Linked DNA regions of Sus scrofa: all the other regions are linked to region 2. A link is a contact called in public Hi-C and HiChIP or PLAC-seq data. All regions are on one chromosome and are shown on one strand. The core of a region is the stretch at or near the end of the contact, and the rest is flanking DNA. Distances in the headings are between cores, read along the strand shown.

The links. Hi-C and Micro-C count contacts between places; a contact is called where the count stands out from the background. HiChIP or PLAC-seq counts read pairs in DNA pulled down with a chosen protein or histone mark.
Region 1: a contact with region 2 is called in an H3K27ac HiChIP or PLAC-seq map of skeletal muscle. The contact joins the promoter of RCOR2 here to the promoter of MARK2 in region 2. A contact is called at or near these places in 4 of 5 promoter capture datasets (fetal liver, fetal skeletal muscle, liver and 1 more), 15 of 47 Hi-C or Micro-C datasets (blood, embryonic fibroblasts, fetal liver and 9 more) and 2 of 2 datasets of contacts at active chromatin or transcription factors (alveolar macrophages and skeletal muscle).
Region 3: a contact with region 2 is called in a Hi-C map of retroperitoneal adipose tissue, with 2.4 times the contacts expected there. The contact joins the promoter of NAA40 here to the promoter of MARK2 in region 2. A contact is called at or near these places in 4 of 5 promoter capture datasets (fetal liver, fetal skeletal muscle, liver and 1 more), 25 of 47 Hi-C or Micro-C datasets (adipocytes, adipose tissue, alveolar macrophages and 15 more) and 2 of 2 datasets of contacts at active chromatin or transcription factors (alveolar macrophages and skeletal muscle).

What each region holds. Positions count from the first base shown.
Region 1 is chr2:8,145,192-8,148,230 of Sscrofa11.1, reverse strand. It overlaps RCOR2 (REST corepressor 2), which reads right to left and starts at 1,551. Exons shown (of 13, transcript XM_021082899.1): 1 at 1,454-1,551.
Region 2 is chr2:8,214,645-8,217,725 of Sscrofa11.1, reverse strand. MARK2 (serine/threonine-protein kinase MARK2) reads left to right here and starts at 1,759. Exons shown (of 18, transcript XM_021082895.1): 1 at 1,759-2,201. The coding sequence starts at 2,148.
Region 3 is chr2:8,128,516-8,131,561 of Sscrofa11.1, reverse strand. NAA40 (N-alpha-acetyltransferase 40) reads left to right here and starts at 1,487. Exons shown (of 8, transcript XM_021082889.1): 1 at 1,487-1,765. The coding sequence starts at 1,760.

The DNA of each region.
Region 1 (3,039 bases), core at 302-2,801, 69 kb after region 2:
CTCCCCAGGAGTAGCCGGGGGGGGGGTCAGCCCCACCCACGCGCACACCAGCCCCACACACCAGTGGGCTCAGGTTACTGCCGCCTGCCCTGGGGGCCCTGAGGCCGCCTGCCCGCCCGCCCGGGTGGAGCCCAGCTTTTCCTTCCATTTCCCTTCCTGCTAAGGAACTCCCCGCCCCCCCTTCCGCAGGGGGGACCCCCCCCTTCATGCGCCCTTGGGGGCCAGAGCGGATGGGAGGCCGGACAGGAGAGAAATGAATTCCTTCAAGAGCTACCGGGCCGAAGCCTGGCTTCTGGTACATCTGTGGGTCCCCAGGGGTCACCTCAATTCCCTTTAACTGCTGCAGTGCGCACCCCAAAACAGTGGCACAGGGGGCTGCGGGCTGGGGAGTGGGAAGTGTAGGGGAAGCTCTGGACTGCAGGGGGAGGGAGGCGCTGGGTCCCCTCCCCACTGGGTTCAGTGTCACCCCAGCTAGGAGCAGCATCCCCCTCCCCCAGGACAAGCACGGGCAGAGTGACAGACCGGGAAGCGGGTAGAGCGGCACAGACGGAGATGGGGGAGGGGGGGTGGGCAGAGACTTTCAAAGCCAGACCCAGCCACCCTGCCAGGCACACAAAGAGCCAGCGCACACACCGGCGGCGGCTCTGAGCCTGCGAGCAGCGCCGGTGCCCGTCCCCGCCGCCGAAGGCACGTGCTGCAGCACACACAGGCCGAAGCCCCCACCCTCCTGTCGCCCCTCCCACCCGAGCCCTAGACTCCTAGACACACCTCCAGCCGGGCACACCCCGCTGTGCCCAGACTGAGCTGAGCCTGCACTCGCACCCTCCTCTCCCTTCCCTTCGTCGGCCACTCTGTAATCAGATTCCTAAATTTAGAAGCAACCCAGGGCCCAGCCAGGGATCCCCGCCCCCACCCGCTGCCTGCGGCCAGCCGGCCAGGGTCCTGCGGTCGGGCCACGACCCGGCCGGGGCCTCCTGGTCCTGGGGGCTTCTGCGGGCAGCCAGGCAAAGTCAGGCACGACCCCACCCGTGCTGTCGGGCCACAAGGGACCACCCAGCCGGCGGCCACGTTGCCCGCCACACCTCCGGCCAGAGCTATAGGGCCTTTTTCCTCCTCTTAAATCATGGATTGGGCACCAAGCCTTAGGGTGGGGAGATCTGGACAAAGGAGAATGAATGGGCCAAGGGCAGGTCTGAGCTAAAGGGGTCTGCTACAAGATGGAAAGAACCTCCCCAGGCTGACCCCTCCTGAGCGGCAGGGTGCCACCCTGTCCCCAGCACCTCCAATCTTTCCGGGAGCCTCTCATCTCTGTCCCCTCCTGCCTGGCAGGCAGCCATCGCTGCACACAGCCCTCTCCTATGATGGAGCCTTCCATTTTGCCCACACAGGTCCCCCGCTAGGCAGGGCCTCTGTTGGGCTCCCCAGTTCCCCGTGGCCTCTTTTCTATACTCACACTTAGGGTCAGGGCCCAGCTCCTCGCCCCACCGCAGGCCTCCGCCTCCTGCTTATTTTGGCCTCTGTCCTCCAGGACTGCCCCAGGTACCCCCAGCCACTGGCCTCCCTCTCTCCTTAGCACCCCTCCCCCGCTAAGAACCTAATTCTGCTCTCACTTCTCCCTAGAGCCTGGAGCTCAGGGCCAGAGGAAGATTCGGCTCCGGGGTGGGGGCAGGGAGAGGAGGGTTTTTTTTTTTTCCCCTTGGAATTGGGAAGGAAGGGGAAGTCCCTAGACCCCAGGGTGATGAGACTTCTGCCTGGGAGGTGGGACACGACACGGGAGGATTAGCCTAGGAATTTGGGGGTGATTGTGGGGTCCACGGTGTCCAGAGAGGAGGCACAAGCCTAGTGAGCACCCTCCTCCCCAAGGGGCAATGGCACAGGGTTAGGAGGGGGAGGGGCAAGGCCCCACCCTCCCACCTGCTGCAGCCGCCCCCTCCCCAGCTGGCCCCCTCTTTTGTGCAAAGCCACACAAAGGACAAGGGGCCCCGGCCGTCCTGGCCATCTGCTCCCAGCAGCCTGAAGGCTCTTAAAGAGACAGCACCCCCTCCCTGCCCTGGGGCTGTGGGGTAGGATGGAGCGGGCACGCCACAGGACCTGGTCTCAGCGGTTCCCCACAGCCCTCACCCTTTTCCCTCGTTCCCCCAGCCAGCCCCAGGTCGGGAATCCGTCTCCCCCAGGACAGGGCACTGAGGTGCCACGTGGCTGGAACGGGGTGGGGGGGGGGAGGCAGCAGCACGGCCCCTCCCCTCCTCCAGCCCTAGGCGACTAGGGGCCTGGGAAGCTCAGCAGCTCAGCCCTAGTCTTGAGGTCCCTCACCCCCCTGAGGCCAGCTCTGAGCTTTGTGAGAGCTGCTGGTCTGGGAGCGCCTCCCCCGCCATTCTCACTGATGCTCTCCCCCTCACCCTTCCTCTGGGAGGATGATGGCGGCGGCGCCTGCTTTTTGAGGGCTCTAGGCCGCCTGGTGGCAACGCCTGTGATCCGGGTACATTTATTTCCTGCGTTTTCCAGTTGAGGAAACTGAGGCTTGGCTCCGCCCCGGACCCCCCCCTTGCCCACAGGCCTCCACAAAGCCAGAGCCACTGGCCCTGTCTGAGGCCTGCCTCCTCGGCCCTGAGATCCCCGGAGGAGCCAGACCCAGGCATTCAGGTTCAGCGCCTTTGCCACACTGCTAGGGACCCAAGTTTACATTATTTGTGTGACTGTTTATTTTTGTGACTCTCTCCCTGCTGGGCCCCAGGCAGGGATCCGGTCCACCCACTGTGTTCACTGCTGAGTTCTCAGTGCCTGGCATATAGTAGGCACTCAATATTTGCTGAATAAATAAATGAGAGTAGCCCAGAAAGCCTTCCTCTTTGCTGGGTTCCTCTGTCCTCTGTGTGCTGGGCATCTCGCCTCCTCCCTCCACGAGGTGAGGCAGTGGGGACAAAGGTCGAGCAGGGATGCTGGGAGAGAAAAGGAGGGTGACCTTGAGCAAGGCCTCCCCTCACCCCTCACGTCTCCCTCCTCCCAAAGGCGGGGGCAGCTCCAGCCAATCCCGAACTC
Region 2 (3,081 bases), core at 510-3,009:
GTGTCAAGCACTTTCCCCCATAAGCCCTTAGGCCTCTCTACTCTGGCGCTTTTGGGGATTTGTTTTTTTTTTTGTTTTTTTTTGTTTTTTGTTTTTGCCACACCGATGGCATGTGGAAGTTTCCAGGCCAGGAACTGAACTCACAGGCCACAGCAGCAACCCAAGCCATGGTGGTGACAATGCCAGGTCCTTAACCCACTGCACCACCAGGGAACTCCTGTTGACTTGTTGCTCGACCTTGGTCTCTGGCTCTTGTGGGGATTCTCGCTTCTGCCTATCTTAGGGTGAGTTTGGGGGGATGGTTTTCTAAAATGACTAGGGCATGATGAGTGGGGGCCACTTAGAACCAGGGGAATCAGATCAGTCAGCCTACTGCCTCTCCCTGGTGAGACAGTCTACGGGGTAGTTGAAGAGAGGACTCAGGTTGGCACATGGACTTCCTGTTAAAGATAGGGGCCCTGCAGAGATGAGAGGGACCCCAGAGCTCATGAATCTGGTGGTCTCAATTTACTGATAGGGAAGCTGAGACCCAGGGAAGGAAAGGGATTTTTCCAGGTGCTCATTCTTTGGGCCATCCTAAGGAATCTTCATTTTCAGCCAGTTGCTCTTTTCTTTCCCATGAATTTCCTTAGAAGGGATAACTGAAATGTGTATTAAGACGAGAATGTCTCTCCTGCCCTACCTCACAGGGGTATTTAAAAAGGGAACTGGTGTGACTCAATATTGCCATAGAGCGATGTCATTTTGTGCTATTTTGAACAATTAAAAGACTTTTTTTTTTTTTCTGAAGGAAAAAAAAGGCAACTGAAATTCAAAGATGTTATTTAGAATGTCATCACTGGAACAAAGGCATGGATTCTTTCAAGATAGGGACATTGAGGAGTCTAAACATAGAGATGTTATGTGTTTTTCCAAGATCACACAGCATTTTCACTGTGCAGAGCTGGGGGTGGAATGCCAGGGCTGGGGGGACCTCTGCAGCCTCTGGCATTGGAAGCCAAGGACGTTGACCTAGTGCTTGCCTGAGACCTTGAGGAGCCCTGTGGACTAGATGTGGGATGCATGGATAGATAAATAGAAGCCACGATAGACAATAGCAGGTGATGAACGGTAGGTAGACAGGTAGCAGACTAACGCTGCATCTGACAGATGACACACATGTTGATAGATAAACTGGATGAGAAATGAAATGGAATTTATGGGCTGACTTTAGAACCAAAGGATGCCAATAGCTAACAGCTTCGTTTTCTATTTAGTCAAATAGTAACACGCACAGGGGATCCACACTCCCTGTTCAAGGTTTGAAAATACCCGGAAACTGACGGAAAGAAACGAAGAGTCAGAATCTGGGTACCACCCGAGGGAATGACCCGAAGCTCGCCCGATCTCGGGTGTTGCCGGAAATGGCCGACGACCGCCGTCGGCTGCTGGGCGGGATGGGGGCGTGGCCGGCTCACGGCACGAGGAGCAGCTTCGGGTGTTTCCGGAAACAGCCGAGAGCCCGCGAAGTGGGCGGGGAAAAGCCTGTGGGCATCGCTGGAGTACCCGGGGAGGCTTCGTGGATTTCCGTAAACAGAGCCGAAGCTTGATCTTCGGAATCGAGGAGGTGCGCGCGTCCCCGGGGCTACCTTCTTCGGGTGTTTCCGGAATTCACCCGTAGTCCGTGGCCGGGAGGAGAAGGCGCGCCCCCCTCCCGTTTCAAGCCGCTTCGGATGTTTCCGGCTGCTGCCGGCGGAAAGAGCCGAGGGCCGGCGGTGGTGGCGGCCATGTTGGGAGCAGCAGGTCCGGCGGCGGCTGCCTGGGTGCCGGGCGCGGAGCAGTGCCGCTGAGGGCAGGGGAGGAGCGAGGCAGGCGGCCGGCTGCGGCGGCAGAGAGTAGGCGGAGCGGCGCGGCCCGGCCGAAAGGCGGCACAGCCCAGCCGGGGGTCGGGGGGGTGCGGTCCGGAGCCGCTCGGAGCCGGCGCGGCCTAGCCCGAGCGGCGCATCCCCGGGCTGGCGTGAGCGGCAGCCCGGCCTCCCCGCACCCCCGGCCGGGGCCCATGCGGCGGGTGCCCCTGCTGTGAGAAGCCCCGCCCGGCCGGGCTCCGCGCCTTCCCTTCCCTCCCTTCCTCCAAGCTTCTCGGTTCCCTCCCCCGAGATACCGGCGCCATGTCCAGCGCCCGGACCCCCCTACCCACGCTGAACGAGAGGGACACCGAGCAGGTAAGGAGCCTGAAGGCTCCCCGAATTCTCTGGCTGGGCCCCTGCACCTTGCAGAGCCTCCTCCCTCCTCAGTTCTCCTCGTGCCCCTGCTGCCGTTCTGTAAGCCTCGGCTGCCCTGTCATCTGGCTCCTGGCACCGCACATCCCCCTTCCGAGTCCTGTCCTGGGACCCACCTCGTCCAGACTCCAAGCTGCACACTTGTCTTTCTGCCGACCCCCCCGTCTCCCCTCACCGCCCTCCTGCGCTCTTCCGTGTTACCTCCCCAGCTTCCTCTTCTCTTCCCTTTTTCTCTCAGGGGCCTTTCTGGTCTTCCTCCACCCACGCTTAAAGCAGCCACCCTCCTGCTCCCCCAGTAGCACCCTGCGATTTGCCCCAGATCGTTGTCCACCTCTTCCTCCATCCCTCCAGCCTTGCGTCCCCTCCGCCCGCACCGGTTCTCCCAGTCCCGGTTCCCACCCTCGGGGGCCTTGCCCTGGAGTGTGTTCTCAGTCCCTATCCTCTTCCAGTTCCCTAGCGTTTTATGCTGCCTCTTGCTTCTCCACATTGTGCTCGCCGTCTTGCTTGCAACCCACCAGCTCCACCCTCATCACCTTTCCAAATCGTTCGCCTACTCTTGGCTCATCACTTTCCCTTCTCTTCTCCAGGAGCTCCCTGGTGCCTCGCGCTGGCATTTGTTGCTTCCGTGTTTCCCATCCAGCTGTCATGCGCATAGTTTTCCCACAGGTTGTCTTGGGGGTTCCAGTCTTCACCCCCGTCAGAGCCTTTGGATTGGTCACGATCTCTTCCTCTGGGGTGCCCCGGTCTCCTGTTTCTCACTGTGAGCACTTTACCAGTCTGCTCCCTGAGCTCTTCCTGCCGAGGGGAAGACATTATTTCAGCC
Region 3 (3,046 bases), core at 238-2,737, 86 kb after region 2:
CAACAAACAAACAAAAACCTACAAAGCCCTAAATGATCCTTCCTTACTTGTCTGATTTCACTTCCCACTATTCTCCCGCTGGCCCCACTGTGCTCCAGCCACGTCGTACTAGTTCCTCCAGCATTCCAGTTGTGCTCCTACTGGGGAGTTTCACATTAGCTGTACCCTCAGTCTAGAATGCCTTTCCCCCGGGGTAGCCTTGTGGCTTTCTCCCTCATTTCCAGCAGATCTTGATTCAGATGTCACCTCATGTTTGCCTTCCCTGAACATCTTAGTTAAAACGAGAAACCCAGCTTTCCCCATGTGGCTTCTCTGCTTTGTTTTCCTCTGTAGACCCTATATCATCTGTATGTATTTTACCTGTTCATTCAGTTCATTATCTGTCTTTTCCTTCCAGAATACAAGTTCTATGAGGACAGTGCCTTTTCTCTTTTTTATTTGCATTGATTTCTGCAACAGTGTGTGTAGCATATGGTAGACACTCAACAGGTGTTGCTTGCCTGGTTCTTTGGGGGCCACCACTGCGCTGAGCACTGAAGATGGGATGAGGGGCAAAACCTGACAAAGCCTATGAAGCTTGTCTTGGGCAGCAGTTCTCTGACTGTCATGAGTACGTCCCTACCTGGGGAACTCTTAGAAGGGAAGACTCTGGCTCCACCCCTGAAGATTCTAGGGGAGGCCCCCGGGGGTGTGCACAGCACACAGGCTCAAGCGATTCTGAGGCAGGTCAAGTGGGGGGCACACTGGTCTGTTGGGATAGACTGAAATTAATATGGTCCAGGGCGCCTTATGTCTCATTTTCACAGCACCTTCCACTCTCCATTAAACAGTCGTGTCTGTCTTCCTTCTAAACAGTAATTTTGGACTGCGAGAGTATCTTGCGCCTTTCTATGCCCCCTGGGCTCTGCACAGCGTAGGCGTAGTTGCTAGTCAATGTTTACTGAGAGAGCGAATGAATAGTTAGAAGATGGATGAATGACTCTGGTTAGAAAAGGAATTTCAAGAGTTTAAGATCTAGTGGTTAAGGAACCTGACTAGTATCCATGAAGACAAGGGCTACATCCCTGGCCTCGCTCAGTGGGTTAAGGATCCGGCGTTGCCGTGAGCTGTGGTGTAGGTCGCAGATGCGGCTCGGATCCCGCGTTGCTGTGGCTGTGGCATAGGCCGGCAGCTGAGCTCCAATTGGACCCCTAGCCTGGGAACCTAGATAAAAGACCAAAAGGTGGCAAAGACTTTTTCCCCAAAGACTTGCTCTTTGCCCGAGAGTTGTAGGAGGGGCTGGTATTTCAGAGGTCTCCATGCGTTCGGTAGGCTGGGAAAGGTGGCTGTTCGTCGGCAGACCCTGGCCCGCAGCAGAGAGGGAGCGAAGCTCGGGAACCGCGCTGCCACCCAGCCAGCTGTCCAGGGGCGCGCTTCTCCCGGGACGTTGCCATAGCTACACTCACAGCCTGGCGAGGGGTGGGCGGGCCCTGTCTACGTCATCCCCAGAGCGACGCCGCTCTGCGCCTTCTGCCTCTATCGGGTGCGAGACCCTCTGCCCGCCTCCCCGGCTCTCCACCTGCGCGCCTTCCCCCGGCTCGTCCCCTCCCCCGGCTCTGCGCCGGCGCGGTGCCCGCCGGGGCGCGCGGGGAGCCCGCGAAGCGCATGCGTGGTGCGGGGCCCGCCGCCGCTCAGGTTTTGCCGCCGCCGCCGCCGTTGCCGCCTCCCTGCCGGCAAGTGTGGGAAGGAGGAACTGAGGGCCACCGCCGCCGTTGCCGCCATGGGGGTGAGTGAGGCAGGGACAGGAGGCGCGAAGGCTAGACGGGCTCCCCGCTTCTCTCGCCCCCTGCGCCCCCTTTGTTCCTTGAACCCCCTCTCACGTGACGCCGACCCCCTCCGGCCTCACGTGACCCCCAACCCCCACATGACCCGACCTCCCCAGACTGAGTGTCCCCACGCTCAGCCCAGCCCGGGAATCTGCTGGGGAGCCCCCTTCTCCGGGCCCCACCCCCTCGGTGCCCCCTGCCCCTCGCGTCGCGCCCACCTCTCACTTCCTCCAGGATGTGTTATCTTCTTGGCCTCCCCCAGACCCCCGCACAGTCCCTGGGTTATTCCCCCCCCCCCGCCCCCAGGGGTCACCCATCACCCGGCTGCACCGGCCTCGCGGCTTCCCACATTCTAGGCCTACACTGGCTTGGAGGGAAGCAGGGCACCCAGCCAAGGTCACACAGGGGGTGACTGGGAGCCAGACCCCGACTCAGGCCTCCCGAATCCCTGGCCGCTGCGCTTCCCACTACTGGGATTCCCAGCGAAGCTAGTTTCCCCGGTTTCTTTTGAAATGTCTCCACCAGGTTCTTCCCGCTCCGAAAACATTCTCTTCCTTTTCGACAGAGGCCTGCTTTCAAGGCTCCCAGATGCACTGACGTGGGTCTTATTACTTGGGTTGTTAGTTGTCTTCTTATTGCGGGTGGCTGTACAGAAGGTGAGCCCGGGGCCAGTGGAGGGTCACCGGTCATGGGCCCAGCCACGGATGGATAGTGACCTCCTGTTTTGCAGGAGGCCGCCTGGAGGTACATTTTATGGCCTCCCCTGGCATGTGCTGGAAGAGAGTTGGGAGGAACTTATTCTCATTTTTCTGTGAATTCATCTTCCTAAATCTCAGTTAGAGCAGCATCACTCTGCTAAGACTGTAACTGGCTCTCCCCAATACCCTGTATCTTAGTTTTTTCCATCCAATTTCCACCACCTTTAGGAAGCCCTGACTTTGGAGCCAGAGAGACCTCCATTCCAGCCTCATCTTCTCTGGCCAGTGGCATGATAGTGTGCCAGTGACATGGCCTTTGGGGACTTGAATTTCCTTGTCTTTGTAACGAGGCTGATGATACCTCCCTCTTAGGAGAGTTGTGAGGATCCAGTGAGAGGGTGGATGTAGACAACTACATAGGTGCCTCTTAAATAGCAGTGGTTGTTATTTTTGCCTGTATTCTCAGCCTTTGGTAATCTAAAATAGATTTGTGCTATTTTTAACTTCAGTTTGTCCCTACTGTTATTAACCTAGATTTTTTTT